2 separate regions of the Gossypium hirsutum genome follow, and region 1 is linked to region 2. Evidence: chromatin contacts called from public Hi-C data. All regions are on one chromosome and are shown on one strand. Each heading gives the region's core, a stretch centred on a gene start, on an enhancer-like site or on the middle of the called end of the contact. The rest is flanking DNA. Distances are from core to core; before and after follow the strand shown. Region 1 holds the start of LOC107897153. Region 2 holds the start of LOC107926880 (Golgi apparatus membrane protein-like protein ECHIDNA).

Evidence for each region. Hi-C and Micro-C count contacts between places; a contact is called where the count stands out from the background.
Region 1: a contact with region 2 is called in a Hi-C map of leaf, with 2.7 times the contacts expected there. The contact joins the promoter of LOC107897153 here to the promoter of LOC107926880 in region 2. A contact is called at or near these places in 6 of 34 Hi-C or Micro-C datasets (anther, leaf and petal).

What each region holds. Positions count from the first base shown.
Region 1 is chrA08:95,686,794-95,693,186 of Gossypium_hirsutum_v2.1, forward strand. It overlaps LOC107897153, which reads left to right and starts at 1,879. Exons shown (of 8, transcript XM_016822503.2): 1 at 1,879-2,617; 2 at 3,453-3,486; 3 at 3,590-3,826; 4 at 3,906-3,995; 5 at 4,109-4,174; 6 at 4,256-4,347; 7 at 4,446-4,493; 8 at 4,605-4,937. The coding sequence starts at 2,277. The coding sequence ends at 4,722.
Region 2 is chrA08:95,285,622-95,291,951 of Gossypium_hirsutum_v2.1, forward strand. LOC107926880 (Golgi apparatus membrane protein-like protein ECHIDNA) reads right to left here and starts at 2,181. Exons shown (of 5, transcript XM_041074582.1): 1 at 2,042-2,181; 2 at 1,861-1,917; 3 at 1,571-1,774; 4 at 1,167-1,293; 5 at 118-426. The coding sequence starts at 2,056. The coding sequence ends at 338.

The DNA.
Region 1 (6,393 bases), core at 629-3,128, 400 kb after region 2:
TGATTTTACTTGAAATCCTTCAATATATTTTCAGTTGCATTTATTTTTCAAAGCATAAAAAGCTTGAACTTAATTGTGTTTCCACCTCCATTGTTATTGTCATCTTTATAATTGACCTTAATAATTAATATAATTTTATGTTATTATTTAAAATAAAAATAAATGATAATTCTTTCTTTTTTCTGAAAATGTATTGATAAGCATTGCATACTCATATTAAAAATTTATTAATAGAAAAAGTAATTAATAATATTTTTTATATTAAATTATAAAGTGACATTAATTTAATAAAAAAATTTAATATTGTAATTATATATATTAAATATATAAAATTATTAATTATTAAAATCTATAAAATTAAACTTTAATGATAATATAATAATATATAATATAACTATTACTGAAACCGATTACCTAACCTGATATATTAAATTTGTATATTACTAATACATAAAATAATAATATATATATAACTATTACTAAAAATATTAATACATATGATTAGTATTAATACATAAAATGGTAAAATGATATTGTAATGTTTAGTCATCGATGCATATATATAAACTATAAATATATGATATGATATGATATGATATAGCTTTATATAATATAGTTGGAGGGCCAACTTTCAAATGTATGAAAAGTATAGAGACTTAGAGTATATTTCAACAAGAATAATAATAAACAATAAGTAATATATAATGTACTACTATAATATATAACTATTATTATAATATAGATTATAATAAAAAATATAGTATTGCATGATATTATAATGTTTAATCACTTATGCATATATATAAACTATTAATGTATTACACACTATTTGATATGATATAGCATATATAATATAGTAAGAGAGTTAACTTTCAAATGTAGGAAAAGTATAAGGACTTAGAACATATTCTAACCAATATAATAATCAACAATAATATATGATAATAACTAATATATTATGTACTACTCTAGTATGTGATATAGTATTATATAATGAAATAATATATTTTATAAGTATTAATATATATATTTATAACTATTATTATATTATAGATTATAATAAAATATATAACATCAATAGTTATATGTAATTTAGTATATTAAAATACATGTTTATAATTACAACTAGCAATACATCAAATATTATTAAAATTTTAATATAATAATAAAATATTATTTTTATTAAATTAGATATTGAATTGGACATTAACTTTTACAAATTGTATTTGGGTATTTTGGACTTGAGATTTGGGCTACAATTTTTTTTTTTTTGAGTTTTGACAATAATGAATATATTATTTGGGTTTGGGCTTACTATACTATATTTTTGTTTTGAAATAAATATTTTAGAATATGAGTATTAGGTAAATTTAATAAGAAAGATAAAAAAAATACTCAATTGTCAATATAATATAATCATGAACAATAAATATATTTTTATTAATTCATATAATATCATAGAATAATCAATTTTACAAGCACTTTAATTATTTTATACAAAATAATTTTATTAAATATATCTAATTTATGTTTTTTATAAAGTAAATTTGAATTATAATGTCATAGTAGTAAAATGAATTACTACATTCGAAATTAAAATATTTATAATTTATAAAATTTAAAATTATTTGAACCCATCAAAACCATCCAACTTAATATGAGTTTGAATCAAAAAAAATTAAAGTTCGAAAGAACCCGAGTCCGGATTGATCCAAATACAAAAAAATTTAAATAAAAAATAAACTCAATCTAAACCTACTCGTTTGCAAAATGCATCAAATATTTTTTTCAAAAAGAAAATCAGGCAACTCAATTGATTATCAACTTTTATATATATATATATATTCATTTGATTAAGTTTATGTTGAACATAACTAATGAACCTTAGAGACTAGAAATAAAGGCATTTTAATTCATGCTACAAGGTTAGCAGCTGAAGTAATTTATTCCAAACTTTCAACCTAATCTTGCTTAAAATATTAATCTGCAGCAAGCAGACTCCCCCTTGTCAAATTCAACAACTGTCCATCATATTTTAAAAACATTTTTGTGGTAAACATGTTTCCAAGACTAAAACCAGACAGTCAAAACTACCATTCTCCTACCAAAACCCGACAGCTAAATCTCCGCCTAAATCACTAAACAAATTTTCTACTCTCCCACATCTTTATTTACACCGATGAAAGTCACTACATACCCTTCTTCCTCGAAGCTTTAACATTTTTTCTTTTGCAGCAGCCACGGGTCCAAAACACCCTCGGCTTGGGGTCTGGACCATGGCGCTAGTAGTCTATTGGTACGATTGCGTTTGTTTCGGCATTGTGGCGGCTGCCTTCCTTGGGTCTTTATGGGTTTTATGGAGAAAAGAAGCTGCATCTAGATGCGAGGACGACAGCGTATACGAGAGTCTGCTAGCGGCTCAACAGGATGCCGATGGGTTCGTACATGCCACACCCACCGCTCACGTTGGCTCCAACCAGCTATGGACCAGTTGTTGGAAAGGGGTGCACCCTGGATGGCTAGTGTTGACTCGTTTTGTTTCGTTTGCAGTGTTGGCCGGATTCTTGTCGTGGGACATAGTCGAATGGGATGCTTCGATCTTCGTTTACTACACCGAGTAAGTATATGCCTCCGGGCTCCATGTTTATAAATATGTGTTTCTTACAGTTCAATTTCATGGGCCAGATAATCTGAAACAACCAAACTGGGCCTATAAAATTCTAAGGTTACCAAGTCAACTTCCGTAACTTACAACTACCTCCTATCATTGTTGTCTTTGACCACCAAAAGAGCATACAATCTTCCTTGCCTGAGACAGATCTGGGAAAACCCCGATCATTTTTATCATATTCCCAACTTATTTACCCGTCCCAAATCTTCCTCTCCTTAGTTCGAAATGTCGGATTCGAACGATGAAGGCTTGGGGTACTGGCTCAGGTGGCAAGTACCAGTGTGTGCATTAATCATCGTTGCCCCATCTGTATTAGCTTCATATATCATCAATAAAGTTAAAACAGACCCGTTATTTTTCAATCATTTTTGGAAGCCACAGTGGAGAAACTTAAATCCCTGTTGGCTTCTATGTTATAGAGCTTTTGCTTTTATATGCACGGCTCGGATACTGTGTGAGGTTATTGCCTCTGAGGGAGGAGCTTTTGCTTTCTATTTCTACACTCAGTAAGATCATCTCCAAACTTGCCTTGTTGTTTTTGCTTTTCCATACTTTAATCTAAGAACACTAAATGGTCACATATTTGCTTCTTCTTCTTCTTCTTCTTCTTCTTCTTCTTCTTATTTTTTTACATTAACGCTTTGAAGAGTTTTCCTTCATTCTTAAGTTGTACATTTTTTACCAACAAGGTTTTTACTATTTTTCTTTTTTTTTTTCTGAGAATGTAAAATACTAAAATTCCATAGCCTTTAGCTAACCTGGTGATGCAACAAATCTGCAGGTGGACATTTGCATTGGTTATGGTCTATTTTGGGGTATGTAAAGATTAAAATAACATTGAACCCCGTTTCTCCTATTATCTTCTTTTCATGTATATGACCTTCTTAAACACTAACATATAATATGCCCCATATGTAGCTGGGGACTGTCATTTCTGCTTATGGGTGTTGGGTGTGCTTAAATACTCCTCTGCCTGAAAATGGTGCAAGGGCTGAGTTTCTGAAAAGTGATGTGGAAGAGAGTAGAACTGAAAACTCTGGAACTTATAAGGAAAACAATGTGAGGGATAAAATCAAGTTGCAGAGTCACCACGCTCAGGAGGAGTTTCAGCGAAGGGCAGGATTTTGGGGATATCTTATGCAAACTATATATCAGGTCAGTCTTAAAGGCCTATAATATCAGGTCTGTCCTTCCCTGTAGGTAGCTAATTTACTCACTTTTCCTTCATCTGCAGACTTGTGCCGGAGCTGTCATCCTGACGGACATCGTATTTTGGTGCGTCATCGTCCCGTTTTTATCAAACTCGCACCTTGGCCTTAACACGGTGGGATTGAACTTCATTTATTTCATCTCTTCTTATGGAAATGTATTAAGCAATAGTGGTTACATAATGTTGTAATTCTAGTAAGTAATTCCTGTTTATTTCTTCCTTCACAGTTAATGGGTTGCATGCACACTTTGAATGCTATGTTCCTTATCCTAGATACCCTTCTTAATAGCCTTGTAAGTTTTGCACCGTCCCCAAACTGCTTCCACACTTGACAAGTTATGGAACTAATGGAATCTCATATTTTATTGTGTCAGCCATTTCCTTGGTTCCGGCTTGCATATTTCGTTCAATGGAGCTGTCTGTATGTTGTTTTCCAATGGGTTCTTCATGCCTGCGGTTTTACATGGTACGTATCGTTCCTTTCTCGATTCTAGCCGTCGGTAAGATTTACCGGTTTCTTCATGTTTCGGGTTCGAGTACTAACATATGCTGCAACTTTCCTAGGTGGCCATATCCTTTCCTGGAGCTTAATACGCCATGGGCTCCTTTATGGTAATGTGACGAGCTAACACAATTCAATTCGTTTTCTGTCCCTGTTTAGAGTAAAAAAAAGCATGTTAATACAAGAATCTGATGAATGCCAAATTCTTTCCATTTGTATAGGTACTTTGCCCTGGCCCTGGTTCATATCCCCTGCTATGGAATGTATGCACTTATTGTAAAAGCAAAAAATTCGATCCTCCCAAGATTGTTCCCTCATGCTTTTGTTAGATCATACTAGTTTTATTTCTTTGTTTCAAATCAACTGGTTTTGTTTATGGTAAATTTTGTTTTGGATGTATGCTTTCTTTCTTTTTTTGGTATATGAAGAAGGGGATATCATTCCTCAGATTCATTCCCTTTCTAGGTTGTGATCTTTACACGTTTCTTTATTCCAGACTCATTATCTGGTTTGATATTTAATTTTAATTTAATTTGTTGATGTGATTATATCAACTTCAAAATTGTAAATAGTAAAGATGGTTGCGAAAGTAAGATGAAATTGATTGAGTCACTTGTTAAACAGTTTAATTAATAACTTGTGTTTCAAACAAATGACTGGAACACTGATAAAATACATTAAAAACAGCCAATAGGGCAAGGTTGGAATACATGTATCAGGCTTTCATTTTTAAGATTGTACCTAAATCTATATTTTTTTTTGTGAAAGAATTACAAGCACATAAATATTGAGATATAATAAAATCATTTTGAGTGGATTAAAATAATTTACACACTTATTTGTAGGAAACTTAGAAAAAAATTCAAAATATATACAACAAGAATTTTTCTTCTGTAATTGTTAACCTTTTTTTTTATTTTCTTCTTTTTGAATTTCTTACTAATTATTAATCAATTATGTTTGTAACAGTCCAAATTCATTTGGCCCAACCCCAAACAAAACAAGTCCAAAAATAGTTAAAACAAACAAATAAATAAAAGTCCACTAACATTCTAAATTACAAGCCCAGGACTTAATTTATTAACTTAAACCCTAAAACCTAGTAATCCAATAGCCTAAAAGCCCAAAACCTAAAAAAAAGAAGAAAACCCTAAGTTCCCTTTAGCATCGCTCTCTCGCCACGTTAGCATGCGTGCCATCTGAGGCCTAACACCTCCTTGTCTTTGACACCACCACCTGTAAAAATAGAGAAACAGAGGCAAAGAAGCAGAGAAGAAGAAAAAATATAATATGATTTGTAATATATTTCGACTATAAAAGCCTAAAATGGATTGTAACAAAAAAAAGATTAAAAAATACAAAAAGAAAAAAAAACAAGTTTAAAGAAGGTTTTTTTTTGCCTTTTTTAAATTTTGAAAAAATATAAAAAGAAAAAATAAATAACAAAAGATTCAAGTTTTTTACCTGTAATACTCAAGCTGTCATAGTGCCCTTGTCTCCGACTCGAGAAGCCTCAGAATCCCCTAGGGTTCTGTCGAGGGCCTTGTCGAAAAAGAGGAGAAACCGAAAGGTTTCTCTATTTTTGGCCGAACTTTGGCTAAGTTTTTGGGGATTTTAACCCCATACCTATGTTCCCCATGATAAGAGGGGCAAAAAGGGTTTTTTGGAAATTTTCGGCCACCAGAGGAGGTGTCACCCTTGTCGATGACCGGTGGCCGCAGCGGACATGTGACGGCCCTATGGCCAAAAGGAAGGGAAGCTTTGAGAGAGAGAAAAATGGAAGAAGAGTTTTTTTCTTAAAACAGGTTGAATTTTTTTTTTGTTTTTTTTACTTATTTAAGGGTATTATGCGACGTCATTTTGCGTTGTTTTGGCGAGTAGCTTAAAATGTCCAAAACGACATTGTTTTGGGGCCGACCTGAATATCCGTGTAACACCTCACACCCGAACCCTTCGTCGAGACGGAATACAAGGTATTACCTAACTTTAAACTCATGCTAACAAACATTT
Region 2 (6,330 bases), core at 931-3,430:
GACAGAAATTGTTTTGGTTTAGAATATAGAATTATGTGAAGAAACCCAATTTAGCAATCAATGTAGTGAGGAAGTTTGGTGTGATTAAAAGATATAATCCCCACCAAGTCAATCAAATTTCTCTTTCAACTACATGTATCTGTTATTCTGATTTTCGTTACAAAATTTATTACAATAAGTTTAGGAGAATACATATTTCTAATTCCTTTTCTTTTCTTTTTTTCATTCTACGATTAAAAACAAAATTACATAATGAATTCATTGTTTTTCAGTACCTAGAAGTTAAAGAAAGCTGGGCAATAAAATTTTGATAAAATCTGTTTGCAGCTCAGACAACTTACACCAAGCTAAATGCTGACTGTAGTGTAGATGAAAAACGAGAAGCAATGGTCCTAGAGGCAAACGCCTGAATCTTGTTCTTGGCATCTGAATTTATTATAAAGAGGAAAAAAGAAAATCTTGTAAGATAATAGAAATGATATAAACTGTATCTGAGAATTGGCTTCACAGGTTCAGGTTAGATTAAGGTTAAGGGATTAAAGATCCCACCAATCCACTCAAAGGTAAATTTGTGTGGATTTCAAGTTAATTAGCATGAAGTCTAAGGTTCGATAACTATATTTGAAAACCCTTCTTCCTTCCGATCCCATTTTGTATAAAAAAAAAATCAGCTCACCTTCAATCCAAATGAACAAATAAGCCAATAAAATCCAACTTTAACCAAACCCATGGTTTAAGGTGATCTTAGTATCATTTTCTCTGTTTTAGGCTTGCATTTCTATTTACAAGTTTGCTCCAAGCCTGTGTAGTATAAGATCTAAAGTTTGAACGGGCCGATGAAGCCACAGTTAGAGTGGAAAAGTTGTTGTTCTTTGGCATCATAGACCTGGGTTCGAGTCTTGGGTCACCTGTGCGCTCCTCTCCTTGGTTTGTAATGATCAAATCAAACAATAACACAAATGGTTGGATGGCATGTTGTAGGTTATTTCATTAACAAAAAACTGACTAGATAGGCTTCAAGAGCCTTTCAAAATCCACCTAAACCAAGCTAATGACATGGACTGCCACGGTGTGTGATCTAAAACTATCACCCTTTAGCTTGTTTTTCTACACGATTTATCGTTCTACAAGGATTACTATAAATCTGAAACGGCGGAATCTCATACCTTTACGACATTTGGTGAATCCGATGATGTTGGCAATGGCAAGGCTCAAACAAACTCCCACAACTAGGAGATAATCAACTTCAAGTCTTACCAATGAAAATATCCCAAAGATGGTCCAAGCAATTGCCTGAATAGAAAAAAAAAAGGACAAGAGAAAGTATTAAATGTTAAAACTTGAAAGCATATTAGAGTGAAAGCGTTGCAAATTCATCAGCAAGTCACTTCCAATCCATTGTCGCAATAATTACTTACATTAAGATACAATGTCCACCAAAATAACCAAGAATCCTTTTGGTTAATACGAGCTAAGGACTGCATGGGGGGGGGGAGGGGGTAAAAAATAATGTCAAACAATGGAATTTGCAAATGAAGAGATAGGGGTAACCAAAATGTAAAGGACAAACCTCGTGGTCAAGGCACTCAAATCTCCATATGCTCTCACCTTGCTCATTTATTTCATTCCACCACCTAAGCCCTACCAATATACGGCCGCTAACATTCTTGACCACCCAAAAATCAAGTGCAGCAAGCACGACGGTGATCACAAAGATGATAACAAAACTATCCGCAAACAGCGTTGAAAGCATGTAAAATGCCAAAGCCGAGGCCTGTCCGAAAAGACACTATACATCAACCAGGGGGAAATGAAATCATGCAATTCTCAAAAACAGCACAAAATTATCACAGCAATCACCTTGAAGAGGACGTGAAAGAAGCATGTTTTGGGATTGGCATAGTTTTCTTCTTCGGGCTGTGATGTAATAGATGAAAAACATATACGTAAATAACAAGAAACCCGAATCTAAAATGTTATGATCTGAGAAATTAGATGGCATGAAAGTCTTTATAAGTTTGGGTTTAGGGGGGAATTTTACCTGGCTTAGATCCATGAATGAGATGAATATTCAAATGTAAACTATAATAGTCCTTTTCTTTTGTATGGATTAAAGACGAATTCAGAGATTGTGATAGAACAAGTTTGTAGGGAAGGGGGGTGGGTCTGTGCTTTGGCTCATTTCGCTCCTATAAAATTTCCCTCGTTCTCGCACGAAACGTTGTTTATTTTTCAACAAAATGGACCTTATTTTTATTTTATTTTTTGGGGGTGGGGGGGCATGGGGGTTTGAGACAGTCACGTTGTTCATTGGACTGAGTCGAGTAGCGATTTAGATAGCGAATTTGGTTCTAAATTGGGTCTAACTTTTTGACACCAGATAAATGCAGGCCTGCCTATATTCCGTAGGGATGGGGCTTTTACTAATCAGCTTTGCATTAAATTATACAGAGTTCAGTTCAGGTATAAATCGAATCATAATCATAACAGTTTAACTTATAATTTGGGGCTTATTTTTCTTTCGGCAAATAACTTAATTATTTTGTGGTTGAGATCTTGGGGTTTAATAATAATAGATGTTAAGTTAAAAATTTTAGTATTTGTGAGTTTGGTCGATATTTATGTTATTTTGTCATATTGATATTTCGGTCCATATTTATTTTATTGAATTTTCGATTTGAGTTTTATAATTGAATTTGGGTTCTATTATTTGTAAATATTTGTATGATACAATTAGTGTAATTGGTGCACTTCAAATACTTCTCACCAATTTTTATAAGTAGCATTCTAAAAGTCACCTAATAATTTGAGATTGAGTGTATTTTTTATAATTACACATGTACGACATGTTTGAGTAATCATTATAATTAGTGGATCTCACAAAATTAAGTGCAATTGGAGCACCCTAATTACATTATACAATTTTTAGGAGTAGGTTGGTATGGTAAGTAATAATGTGCCCAATTAACATATTTATTGTGCTTAATTTTGATAAATTCTTAAATGAGATGCTACTAATTTTGGGTTTATTATTTAATTTTCGATCAGTGCAAAAGCAAACCTAAAAATTCAATTTGGTTGTCGTAAAAGTTTTGGATAAAAATAAATTGATAGATAATGATTTATTTTGAAAACTTTTATTTTAAGATTTATTTGTAAAAAAACATACTTCTAATTTTTCATTAGAACAATATTTTGATTTTTTAGTATTTTATCTTTAGAATAATTTTTTGATTTTTTAGGATTTTATTATTTTATCTTTAATATTAGATATAAGTAAAGAATTCAAATAGGATTAAGTACATATAATATAAATTTACTATCTTGATGTGAATGAAACATATGAAGATAGTTGGTTAAGGTAGTTATCTAGTTGTTAGACTAAATTGTTATTTATGGTATGTAAGCATGGCTACATCAAATAGCCAATGTGTGTTCATTTGTTCATCAAGTTCTTGAATCAAAAATCAAGTCTTTCTTCTTTATTGTTGTAGTAGGTTCAATATTTTTCAAAGCATGACATGATAAAACTTGGTGAAATTTTTTTTTCTGTGGGAACATCAAATTCTTTTGATTCTTGAAGGTTATGATCTTAAGGGATATGTTTTAGGCACAATTAATGTTCCTTTACAATTTGTAGTTGGCAATGAAGGTCGATTAGTTGAAAATCTAGCATTTCTTGTTCATAAGAAGAAGGATAAATTTTTAGCTTCAGATGATGTTTTGGTGTATATCACAAAGGCTAGTACTAGTTTTGAAGTTTGGATGACTATTGAAAGAAGGTTTGGTGGGAAGTCAAGCATTAAGATTTCCAGTATGCATCATTCGTTATATTCTTTAAAGAAAGGCAATCTGATTGTTAAAGAATACTTGTTTAAGGTGACAAGTATGTGTGATAATTTGATTGCAATCGATATTATGGTGACAGATCAAGAGCAAGTAAGCATAATTTTGGCATGAGTTTCTATGGATTACGAATCTATTCATGTATTTGCGTCAATAACTTTGATGTTACTTAATCTATTGACTGAAATGCTTCCTGATTGTGAATCAAGACAGTTAGCATTACTTGCTGAGGTTCTTATGCAGGCTAATTTGGCATCTCACCAAAAACATGTGGAGCATCAAACAAAACAAATTGATTACTCCAGGAGTTAATACTCAGGAGTTCAAGCAAGGACATCGTGGTAATGGTTGTGGTTGGTATTGTTCTCGACCTCAATGTCAGTTGTGTTGCAAGGTTGGTCATGTGGTTTAGACTTGTTACTACAGGTTTGATGAGAATTTTTCCAGTGTTGATCAAAGTTCTTCGATGTTGATCAACTATCATCACTTTGATGGACAAAGGTGTGCTACTCAAGTTCCTCATTGCTCGTCTATGTCACATTGATGTGAGTTGACTGTTTTATCTTCCCAAACTCAATCTCAGTCAAATCCAGTTAGTCTTGGATGCTCTTCTTCTACTAATATGGATCAAGCCTAGTATTCTGACTCAGGAGAAACTAATTATATTACTTTTGACATGACTACTCTTATGAATGCGTCATCTTATACAGGTACAAGTAGAGTGTCTATGGGCAATGGTGAGTCAGTATCTATTACTAACATAGGGTCTTCTACTCTACTGGTTGGTCCTAGGGTCTTGTAACTCCGAAATGTGTTTCATGTACCAACTGTTTGTAAGAATTTGCTATCAGTAGGTCATTTTGCAAGATATAATGGAGTTTACTTTGAGTTTCATCCTTTCATTCATTTTGTGGAAGATATTCAGACAGGGAAAACTCTATTAGTGGGTCGCATGCTTGATAGACTCTATAGATTTGATTTTTCTCGTACAGCTTCCAATGTAGTTGCTGGTGTGACTGTTGGGACACGTATGTCACATCGAAGGTGGTGTGCAATGCTTAGCTAAAAAATCCTGTTAAGTTGTGGCATTAAAGACTCGATGACCCTTGAATTAGCACTCTTAGTCGTATTTTGCGTGATTGTAATGTTATTTTTAGTTATAATAAGTTGTCTCATGTTTGTTCAGCTTGTCAACTAGTTAAAGCTCATAAGTTACCATTTGATTCTTCACAAACAATGTATTCTTTTCCCTTTGAATTTGTAGTATCAGATGTTTGGGGATTAGCATAAACACAACTAGATGGTTTTCTTTATCATGTTTCGTTTGTTGACATGTATAGTTAATATACCTAGTTGTATTTTCTCAAGACTAATTCTGTAGTTTCAAGTTGTTTCTTCTATTTCTAGAAGTTTGTTGGTGTTCTATCAAAACTTTTCAAAGTGATTGGGGAGTCGAATATTGTTCTTTCTTGAAGGAGCTCCCTTGATTTGTCATTCAACATAGAATCACATGTCGACATACTTTTGAGCAAAATGGGGTAGCTGGAAGGAAACACAGACCTGTAGTTGACATGAGACTCATTCTTCTGGCTCAGGCTTTTATGCCTTTGGATTTTTGGTCACATACTTTCTCTCATGTTATTCATTTGGTGAATAGATTACCTACTATGGTTTTTCAAGGTTCTACTTCATATGAGAAACTTTATAGAGCCAAACTTGATTATTAACAACTTACAATGTTTGGATGTACTTGTTTTCCTTACTTGAGACCTTTCAATTAGCGTAAGCTTTAGTTTCTATCAAAGTAATGTGTTTTCATTAGACTTGGAATAAATAAAAAAGGGTAAAAGTGTCTTGATACTGAATGACGAGTGTTTGTCTCTCAACATGTTGTATTTGATGTGTATAAGTTTCCTTTTAGTTGTGATTTTCAATCAAAGTCTAATCTGGACTCTATACAGTAATCTCGTTAATAGCCTTATGTGCTTGAGGTTGTGACTTCTAAGCCAAGGAATACTATGTTCTCATCAAGTTCGTTGTCAACTTTAACTAGGGATTCTTCTTTGGCAAGTCTAGCACAAGTTTCTTCTATAGCAAGCTATCCTTCGGCAAGGGAGATTGTGTCTTCGGCAAGGGAGATTGTGTCAGACTCTCACATTGAAGGTCAGCTTGAAAGAATTAAGAAAGAGACTGTACTAGTAATAATGACTCTACTACACTTGGAGGTTTTGAGAGGCAGATGCCACCTCTGTATAATTCTTTGAATTTACATCTCATGCAAACTAAATTGAAGAGTGGAATATTCAAGCCTAAGGTATTCTCATTAGTCTTAACTGAAAGGGAACTAATGTCCATTGAAGAAGCTTTTAAGAGTGTTGCTTGGACAAAATCTACAAAGAGGGAGTATGAAGCATCGATCAAAAACCAAACTTGGGAACTGATATATTTACCTGAAAGTCGTAGGGAACTGATTGTAAGTGGATC